2 separate regions of the Capra hircus genome follow, and region 2 is linked to region 1. The links are chromatin contacts, called in public Hi-C maps. All regions are on one chromosome and are shown on one strand. Each heading gives the region's core, a stretch centred on a gene start, on an enhancer-like site or on the middle of the called end of the contact. The rest is flanking DNA. Distances are from core to core; before and after follow the strand shown. Region 1 has its middle 61 kb from the start of STK24. Region 2 overlaps FARP1 (FERM, RhoGEF and pleckstrin domain-containing protein 1).

The links. Hi-C and Micro-C count contacts between places; a contact is called where the count stands out from the background.
Region 2: a contact with region 1 is called in a Hi-C map of blood, with 4 times the contacts expected there. The contact joins two enhancer-like sites. A contact is called at or near these places in 3 of 5 Hi-C or Micro-C datasets (blood and liver).

Annotation. Positions count from the first base shown.
Region 1 is chr12:10,691,383-10,695,098 of ARS1.2, forward strand. No RefSeq gene overlaps it. Among named protein-coding and RNA genes, the nearest start is that of STK24, 61 kb to the right of the region's middle. Within about 2 kb of position 2,424, at least 2 of the 5 cell types and tissues checked have an H3K27ac peak or open chromatin away from gene starts, as enhancers often do.
Region 2 is chr12:10,848,095-10,852,121 of ARS1.2, forward strand. FARP1 (FERM, RhoGEF and pleckstrin domain-containing protein 1) reads right to left here. Exons shown (of 27, transcript XM_018056422.1): 27 at 3,538-4,027. STK24 (serine/threonine-protein kinase 24) reads left to right here. Exons shown (of 11, transcript XM_018056423.1): 11 at 1-876. Among named protein-coding and RNA genes, the nearest start is that of TRNAC-GCA, 3.7 kb to the right of the region's middle. Within about 2 kb of position 2,342, at least 1 of the 5 cell types and tissues checked has an H3K27ac peak or open chromatin away from gene starts, as enhancers often do.

The DNA of each region.
Region 1 (3,716 bases), core at 1,174-3,673:
GTTTTCTTGATTTATTGCTTTTTTTTTTTTTTTGGTGGGGAACTTTTCTGTATAGCTTGCTGAGAAATGAAACACAGGAGGGAGATTTTTTTCCTAAGGTCTTGAGTGAAAACATTTTTATTCTACTCTCCCATTTGATTGACACTGAGCTGGGTGTAGAATTCCAGTTGAAAGCCATTTTCCCTGGGAACTTTGAAAGCATTCCTCCATTGGAGCTTTCAGTGTTGCTATTGCAAAGCCCAAACCATTCTGGTTATTGATCATTTGTATGAAAACATGTTTCTCTTTAGAAGGTTGTAGAATCATCTCTTGGATTCTAGTAATTTGAAATTTCATGGTGATGTATATTGCTGCAGTGACCATTTATAGCCATTCTGCTGGCCGCTCAGTGGGCCCTTTGTATGCGGAAACTCCTGTCCTTTTCTCTCCCTTGCATGTCCCCTGCTTCCTCTGTGTATGCATGCGTGTTCAGTCATGTCCAACTCTTTGTGACCATTAACTGTAGCCCACCAGGCTCCTCTGAGCGTGGAATTTTCCAGGCAAGAATACTGGAGTGGGTTGTCATTTCCTTTTCCAGGGGATCTTCCCGACCCAGGGATCGAACCCACATTGCTTCCTCTAGAACTCCCATTATTTTGATGCTATTCCTTCTTGACCAGGCTCTAATTTTCTTATCATGTCTTTCTTATCCTTTCTCTCCTCTCCCTCCTACTTTTTTGATTGTTTTACTTTCGAAAAATCCTCAGTTTATTTTCCGAATTCCCTATCTATTTTTTCTTAATTCCTACCAGCTTTGATTCAGAGTCTTTTTAATTATCTAAACTATTTTTGATGGTCTCCAGCACTGTCTTCCATTATGACAGTGTCTTCTCTTCTAGCTTTTAGACTATGCCCAGGGGTGTTTTGAAGAATTCTCCTCCTGTCTTGTCTCTCTGGTCCCTCCATGCTGCTTTTCCTCAAATGTCTTGTGGTTCTTGGCCATCAGTTCATGTTTAAGAGAAGGATCTGAAGAGCTGCTTGGAAGTTCTGTTCGCATGGTTTTCATGCTAGGGAAATCTGCATGAGCCATTTTATTGCAGAACCCAGAAGTTGGCGTTTTTAGATATTTTCTGATTCAGACCAGAGTGTGACTGTCCTGAGCTCTGAGTCAGGTAGCAGGAGAGGAGCTTAGCATTCGGTGTGTAAGCCTTCATTTACATCCTGCGTGTGCCAGCTGTCCCCAAGCCCTTGACCCTGGATTTCACCCTCTCCAGAGACTAAGCCACCAGGGAGGTGCTGTGCTGTGCAGGAATGGGTGGTGCTGTGCTGTGCTTAGTCGCTCAGTCGTGTCTGACTCTCCTGCGACCCCAGGGACTGTAGCCCGCCAGGCTGTCTGTCCACGGGATTCTCCAGGCAAGACTGCTGAAGTGGGTTGCCATGCCCTCCTCCAGGGGATCGTCCCAACCCAGGGATAAACCCAGGTCTCCTGCATTTCATGCAGATTCTTTACCATCTGAGCCTCCAGGGAAACCCAGGAATGGATGGTGGGGGGTGCTTAACTGTCTGATTCCACGTGCTGCCCCACCTTCATGGATGCTTCCTGAGGTGCTAGTGCTGCTGATTCCTGCACTGGGTGTGCGAGTGTGCATGGGCATGTGTGCGATTTGAGTTATTGTATAGCTTCCTTACTACAAACCTTTGAAGCCAGCTCTCTGAATGGACTAAGTTACTCACCACCCATCTATCTGCTTTTCAGCTTCTAAATTTGTCAATATTGACTTCTCTCCAACTCTTTGAATTGATACATTTTTAAAAAAATTCCTTTTTCACCATCCTCACTGTCATTTAGTGAGTTGTATGTAAATATGTGTATTCAGTCCTCATCTCTTTCCAGAAGTCCACTGCCTCTGTGACCCAGCTCTATAATTGCCGCCTTTCTTCTGATTGAACAGACTTGCTGTCTCTACTCTTTCCAACGCCTTATTCCAGACACCTGGAAAAGCTGCCTTCTCCCCGGGTCTAGTTTGGTGACCTGTTCTTCCCAAGCCCTACAGAGGTTAGCTCACCCCATACTCTCCTGCCTTTGGACTTCAAGCCAGAAGCCAGTTTGTGGCACCCACTCAGGACAGAACTGCTGGGGCTGAAAATCCTGGGATCCAGGGAGAGTAGAAGTTATTTATCCCCATAAATATCCTGACACTGAGAACCAGGCGGCCTCAAATCCTGATCTGGCCACCCCACATCCAGAGAACTTATTTTCTGATTTGTCTTTCATTTCCCCCCATCTGCTTAGACTTAGAAAAAAGGAAAAATATTCATCATGTACTTGTCTTTGACTGCAAGTAAGAGAAACCCCAAGCCACACTGACAGAGGTAACGTGGACCTTTTTTTTGGCTACATGCTTGAAAGTCCAGAGATGAGACAGGCTTCCGGGCTGGCTGAGCCAGCTGCTCTATGACGTCTTCAGTGGCTCCGCTCTCTCAGTGTCTATTTCCTTTCAGTTTCTCCTCTACCCACATCATTCTCGTTTCATTCAGAAACCGATTTCCCTCAGGGCTATAAGGGCTATGCTGGTAGCAGCAGTTCTGCAGTTGTGGTCCATTTCAGTGCAGACACGACAGAGAAGAGACTTTCAACTCACAGTCCTTCCCTTCATGTGTATAGCATGCCGACCGACGACTGCACTCCTCACTGTCGGCAGAGAAAGGGCACAGGCGGCTCAGGTCCAGGCGGTGGGGAGGTTCCTCAGGAGACCGGGGCAGGGCAAAGAAGTGAATGCCCTAGGGCGGCGGTCACAGGGCCAGATGAGAAAGAAGAGTTCTCAGGGGGCTTCATTTGAGGCGATTGGAAAAATCAATCAGGGGAGCGTGTTGGGGGTGGGGAGGAAGGACCAGCGGAGGAGACTTAGTGGCAGGAGAGTCTGGAGAGAGAGAGAGACACCTGGGGGGCCTGACATTGCTCTGGCCCTGGTGTGGGTTGAACTTAATCCCCACAAGGAGAAGGCGTCCTCACCCCATTGCCTGGGAACGTGACCTGATTTGGACATGATCTTTGCAGATGTCATCAAGTGAAGGTGAAGTCATCCTAGAGTAGCATGGGCCCTCTAGCCAATATGACTGGTGTCTTTTTTTTTTTCTTAATATTTATCTATTTATTTGGCGGCACTAGGTTTTAGTTGTGGCACGCAGGATCTTTAGCTGCAGCACGTGGGATCTAGTTCCCTGAGCAGCAATCAAACCCAGGCTCCCTGTCTTGGGAGCAGAGTCGTAGCCAGTGGACCACCAGGGAAGTCCCAACTGGTGTCTTTCTAGGAAGAGAAGGGATGCAGAGACACAGTGTCATGAAGAAGGCAGAGACTGGAGTGAGGCAGCTACAAGACAAGCCCACGATGCCCAGGCTGGCTGGCTGGCAGCACCAGAAGTTAAGGGAAATGTCTAGAACAGAGTCTCCGCTAGAGCCTTCCGAGAGAGCCTGGCCCTGCCAACAGCTGGCACTTGGCTGTTGGACTCCTGGACTTGAGAGCTTTGAGAGAATGAAGTTCTGCTCTTCCAAGTCAACCAGTTGGTGGTAATTTGTTACGGCGGTTCTAAGAAACTCACACCCACCCCAGCAGACAACAGAAGGCACCCGCAAGGTGGGGAAGTGAGACGAGTCTGTAGGAACCAGAAGCAGAAAAGCATGTGGGTGAGGCTGGGGGGAGATCACTTTAATCAAGCACCTGGTTGTGGTGGAGACC
Region 2 (4,027 bases), core at 1,092-3,591, 160 kb after region 1:
CTGGCCTGGGGCCTGATGGACTCCTGGATGGGGTGGGGGAAGGCCAGCTCCTCCAAGCGATTATTTTATTATTCTCGTTTTTAATTTTAACCATAGTGCACATATCAAGGAAAGTGTCTTTGAAAACAAAAATAAACCCTGAAATGTATATCTGGGATTATGATAAGGCGACTGAAGAAACGAAACCTCAGGTATCCTGCTTTACGTTGATAAGCACCCCCCGCCCCAGGAGATGGAGAAATCGCTCTGGTGGATCAGTGTACAGACTTGTAAATAGTGTCGTTTTTACGGAAACCCTCTCGGCGTGCATAGGAATCACTGTGTACACATCGGCCAAGTGCTTCTGTAGATACCGTCAGTGGAGTAAATATTTGACAGGCCATAACTTGAGTCTATTGCCTTGCCTTTATTACATGTAAATTTTGAATTATGTGACCAGTGATTTGGGTTTTATTTTGTATCTGCAGGATTTGCCATTAATAATAATTAAATGCCCCTCTTCGGGAACACTCCCTCTGTTTGTACCTCAGCAAATGCAGATTTTTTTTTTCCCTCCTGCGTGCCCTAAGACCCCTTCGGTACACTTAGAAGTTGATTTTCCTGTTTTCATTGATGGTACTATTTCTTAAGTGTTTTAAATGGAAACATATCGCACCTCATGAAGCTTTAAGTTATTTCAAGTTTCTCCCCGATGAAGCGTCCTTGTCTCACTTTGGCTGGAGTCGCGCCCGGCCCATGTCCCACCGCACCAGCCGGCCCATCCTCCCAGGAGGGTTTTCTGTTGCATCTTGTAGTGAAACCTGCATATCATCTTTTGAAACCTCAACATGTCTGAATGCTTTCATGAATAAATTTTATAACAGGATTTTTGCACACTCTCCTTGGAACGTGACTCTTTAAGAGGGGGCAGTGTACCTGCCATGTGTGTGTGGGGGTGTGTGTGTGTGTGCGTGCACCGATGAGGCTCCAGGAAGACGTGCCCACATTCAAGCTATGGAAATGTCCAAGTCAGCTCCCTATGCAACTTTAAAAAATGGTCCTCTGAAGAGATGGGTGACTACTGCTGGTTGGTAAAACTGTTGCGTCTTCCGAGTCATTTGCTTTTTTCCTTAAAGGAGCGGGTGTCTACCAGTCAGCCAGCCAGGTGTCTGTACTTTTCTCAGCCCGAGGCAGGGGTCTCTGGGATGGGAAGTTGAGTTCTGGCCACGATCCTTGACCAATCTGAGTTATATGTGACTTTCTTGTATGTTTGTTGAGATGAATCGTAGTCGACTCTTGCTGGAGTAGCAGTTCTTGAGTTGGAATCCAAGGCTTTTTGGAAGGGGGAAGTTACTGGGTAAACTTGAGGACAGGTCAGTTATCTGCAGGCCCAGTGTCCTGGAAGTCACCGGGAGAGACTTCTGAGGGGTGCTTCTTGTTTGTTCGGTAATAGGACGGAGCTAGTTTTTAAAACTCGAAAATTGTCATGACTTTTAAATTAAAAGTAGATTTGGGTTGTTGTTGATTTCTGTAAGGGATACATTTTGGTTAGGAGACATAGAACCAAATTGCGACTTCTCCTCACGCAAATATGTTAAACAGGAAGAATTGAGAGGATTTTGTTTAGTGTTTTGGAGAGTGTTATGAGGGGGCTGGCTGTTTCCCTACGTGCGGCATAAGCCACAGGTGAGTTTCGTTCGTGGGTGGAGAAAAGCATCAGAGGACGGAGCCGTGTTCCCTCGGGGATGTGCCGCTCAGCTGGTCTCGAGAGCCCCGTCACAGCAGCTTTCTGACCTCAAGTTCTTCAGACCTGCACGTGGACAGTGGTTTCAAGACCAGACGCTGGTGTGAGATGGTGACGCTGACGGGTGGACAGGACTCTGGGCTCGGCGAGGTGGTGTGACCGATTAGCAGTCACTGGTGCGCAGCAATGCACATCTCCCAGGGCAAGCGGCCAACTGCTTTGTGATTTGGTTGGAAATATCTTGTTGATGGCCTTCTCGAGGCGGGGGAAAGGTGTGCTTTGACCAGCTTTGGAAAGTGGGTCCCCTTCCCCTGTGCGTTCTCTGGCTTGCTTCCGGTAGACAGAGCATCTTGCCGAGTTCAGGGGGCTAGCGTTGGCCCATGTCAGGTCCTTTGTTAAAAGACAGACCAGGCACCAGAGCTCCAGCAGGACCCCCTCGGGCCTGTAAATGGCAGGTGGTGTTCAGCCAGACCTGTGAGCTCAGCAGTCGAGGTGCATCGAGCGCCATGCTGGAGCCTCTGGCTGGTGAACCCCGGCAGCCAGCAGCCTGTCTGCCCGCACTGCGGACGGCAGGGGCGCCCACGTGGAAGCACAGCCGGCCTTTTTGGGAGTGGAGGCGGTGGGCCGGCCGTGGCTGGTGGCTTACACTTTCGAAGTCGTGTCTTCCGCACGGGCTGCACCACTGCGGTCTGGGGGCCTTGACACCATAATAACCTTGGGGTTGCCTCGCTGTAACCCAGTGCCGCCCACCTTCCTGATCTGACGGTTTTGTTCTCTGATGGGTCTTTTGAAGCATTTTCGGTTCTTTACGCGGCATTTTGTACCTTTTCAGCAAAACATGCGGTCTATTTATAAGCATTTTTATATTTTTCCTTCCTTAAAAAAAATGGCTTCTGTATTTCTGCTATAAAATAATGGCAATAACTGGGGAGTGCTGCTGCAAGGCGTGTTCTTAAGCACAGGGTCTGTATCATGCGAAGGTCAATAAAGTTCACAGAAACAAATTGTTTTTGGAATTGTGTCTTTGTGTGTAGAGGAATAGACGATGTTTGCATTGTGGTTCTGCCCCATTCCCCCCATCCCTGGGTCTGCATGTATGAGGCGGTGGGGGGCCTTGGAGGTTAGCGATGAGGGTGAAGCCCTCAGGACTGAGGTCAGCGCCACAGCAATCCGTCACCCCTTCCGCCACCTGGGGAGAGGGCCTCTGTGAGCCAGGAAGTGGGCCCCCACCAGACACCCAGTCCGCCAGGACCTTGATCTTGGACTTCCAGCCTCCAAACCGTTAAGACAGATGGTTTTCCTGCTTATTAAGAAATGTGTTTTATATGCAACCCCGTCCATGGTATGTTTGTTAACAGCAGCCTGAACAGGCTGAGGTGGAGTGTGTCCCTGAAACCCTGTGTTTCCAGCAGCTTGGGGTGGTCTGAATCAGCCCCGTGATCTGGACTTCGGTTCTCTTTGACTTCGCAGGGGGACACAGGTAGGTGTGAACGGAGGGCTGACCTAGGAGATGCCTTACCCCCAGGCCTTGCAGAGGTGAGTGACCGGGGAGGCTTCTGGAGATGCTCGGGAATGGGATCAAATGGGCACTGGTCCCCCCATCTCGCCCTCAGCCCTGAATCTTCCAGGTCTCTTGGAAATACTCTGCTTCGCAAGTTGGGAGAAGCAGATGAAACTTACCAGATTTCAAGTTTTTCCAAATACGCTGTCTTTGCGAGCGGTTGTCTTCACCCCTTCCTCCCCCTTCCCCGTGACCAGCCGCCTCCCCAACCCACCAGCCCGAGAGGTAGTTAAAAGACAGGAGACAAGATTGGTTGTTTTGCCTTAAAACTTGAGTGTGCTGGATTGTGGCGTGAGGTATTTTTTTAATTCCCTTTTGTTAGTACTTAAAAGGATCTGTACAGATTGTAAGGCAAGTGATTCACACATCTCGAGTTCCTCATCCATTTGTGTGTTTCCACGTATGCCGGTCACAGCCCCAAGTCAGGCTCATCCTGTCGGGGTCTTGGGTGATGGGGAACCCTCCCTCGCCCCCCCCACAGGGGCTCAACAGTATCAAGGGAATAGTGGCCACCTGATTCCCCATGGAGATAGGCGAACGGATTTTGACTGGCGGCCCCAGCGGTCACTGGAACCCTGTTCCCTGTGTCCTCCGACTATCAAGGATGTGCAATGTCACATGTCCGTCCATAGCCCAGGCCTGGGGGTGGCGAGTATCAAAAGGAAAGAATGGTTTGTGAAGACAGGCACGAGATACATATATACTACTATTAAGTGTGCAGTTCTAAACCACAGTTGCGGGAG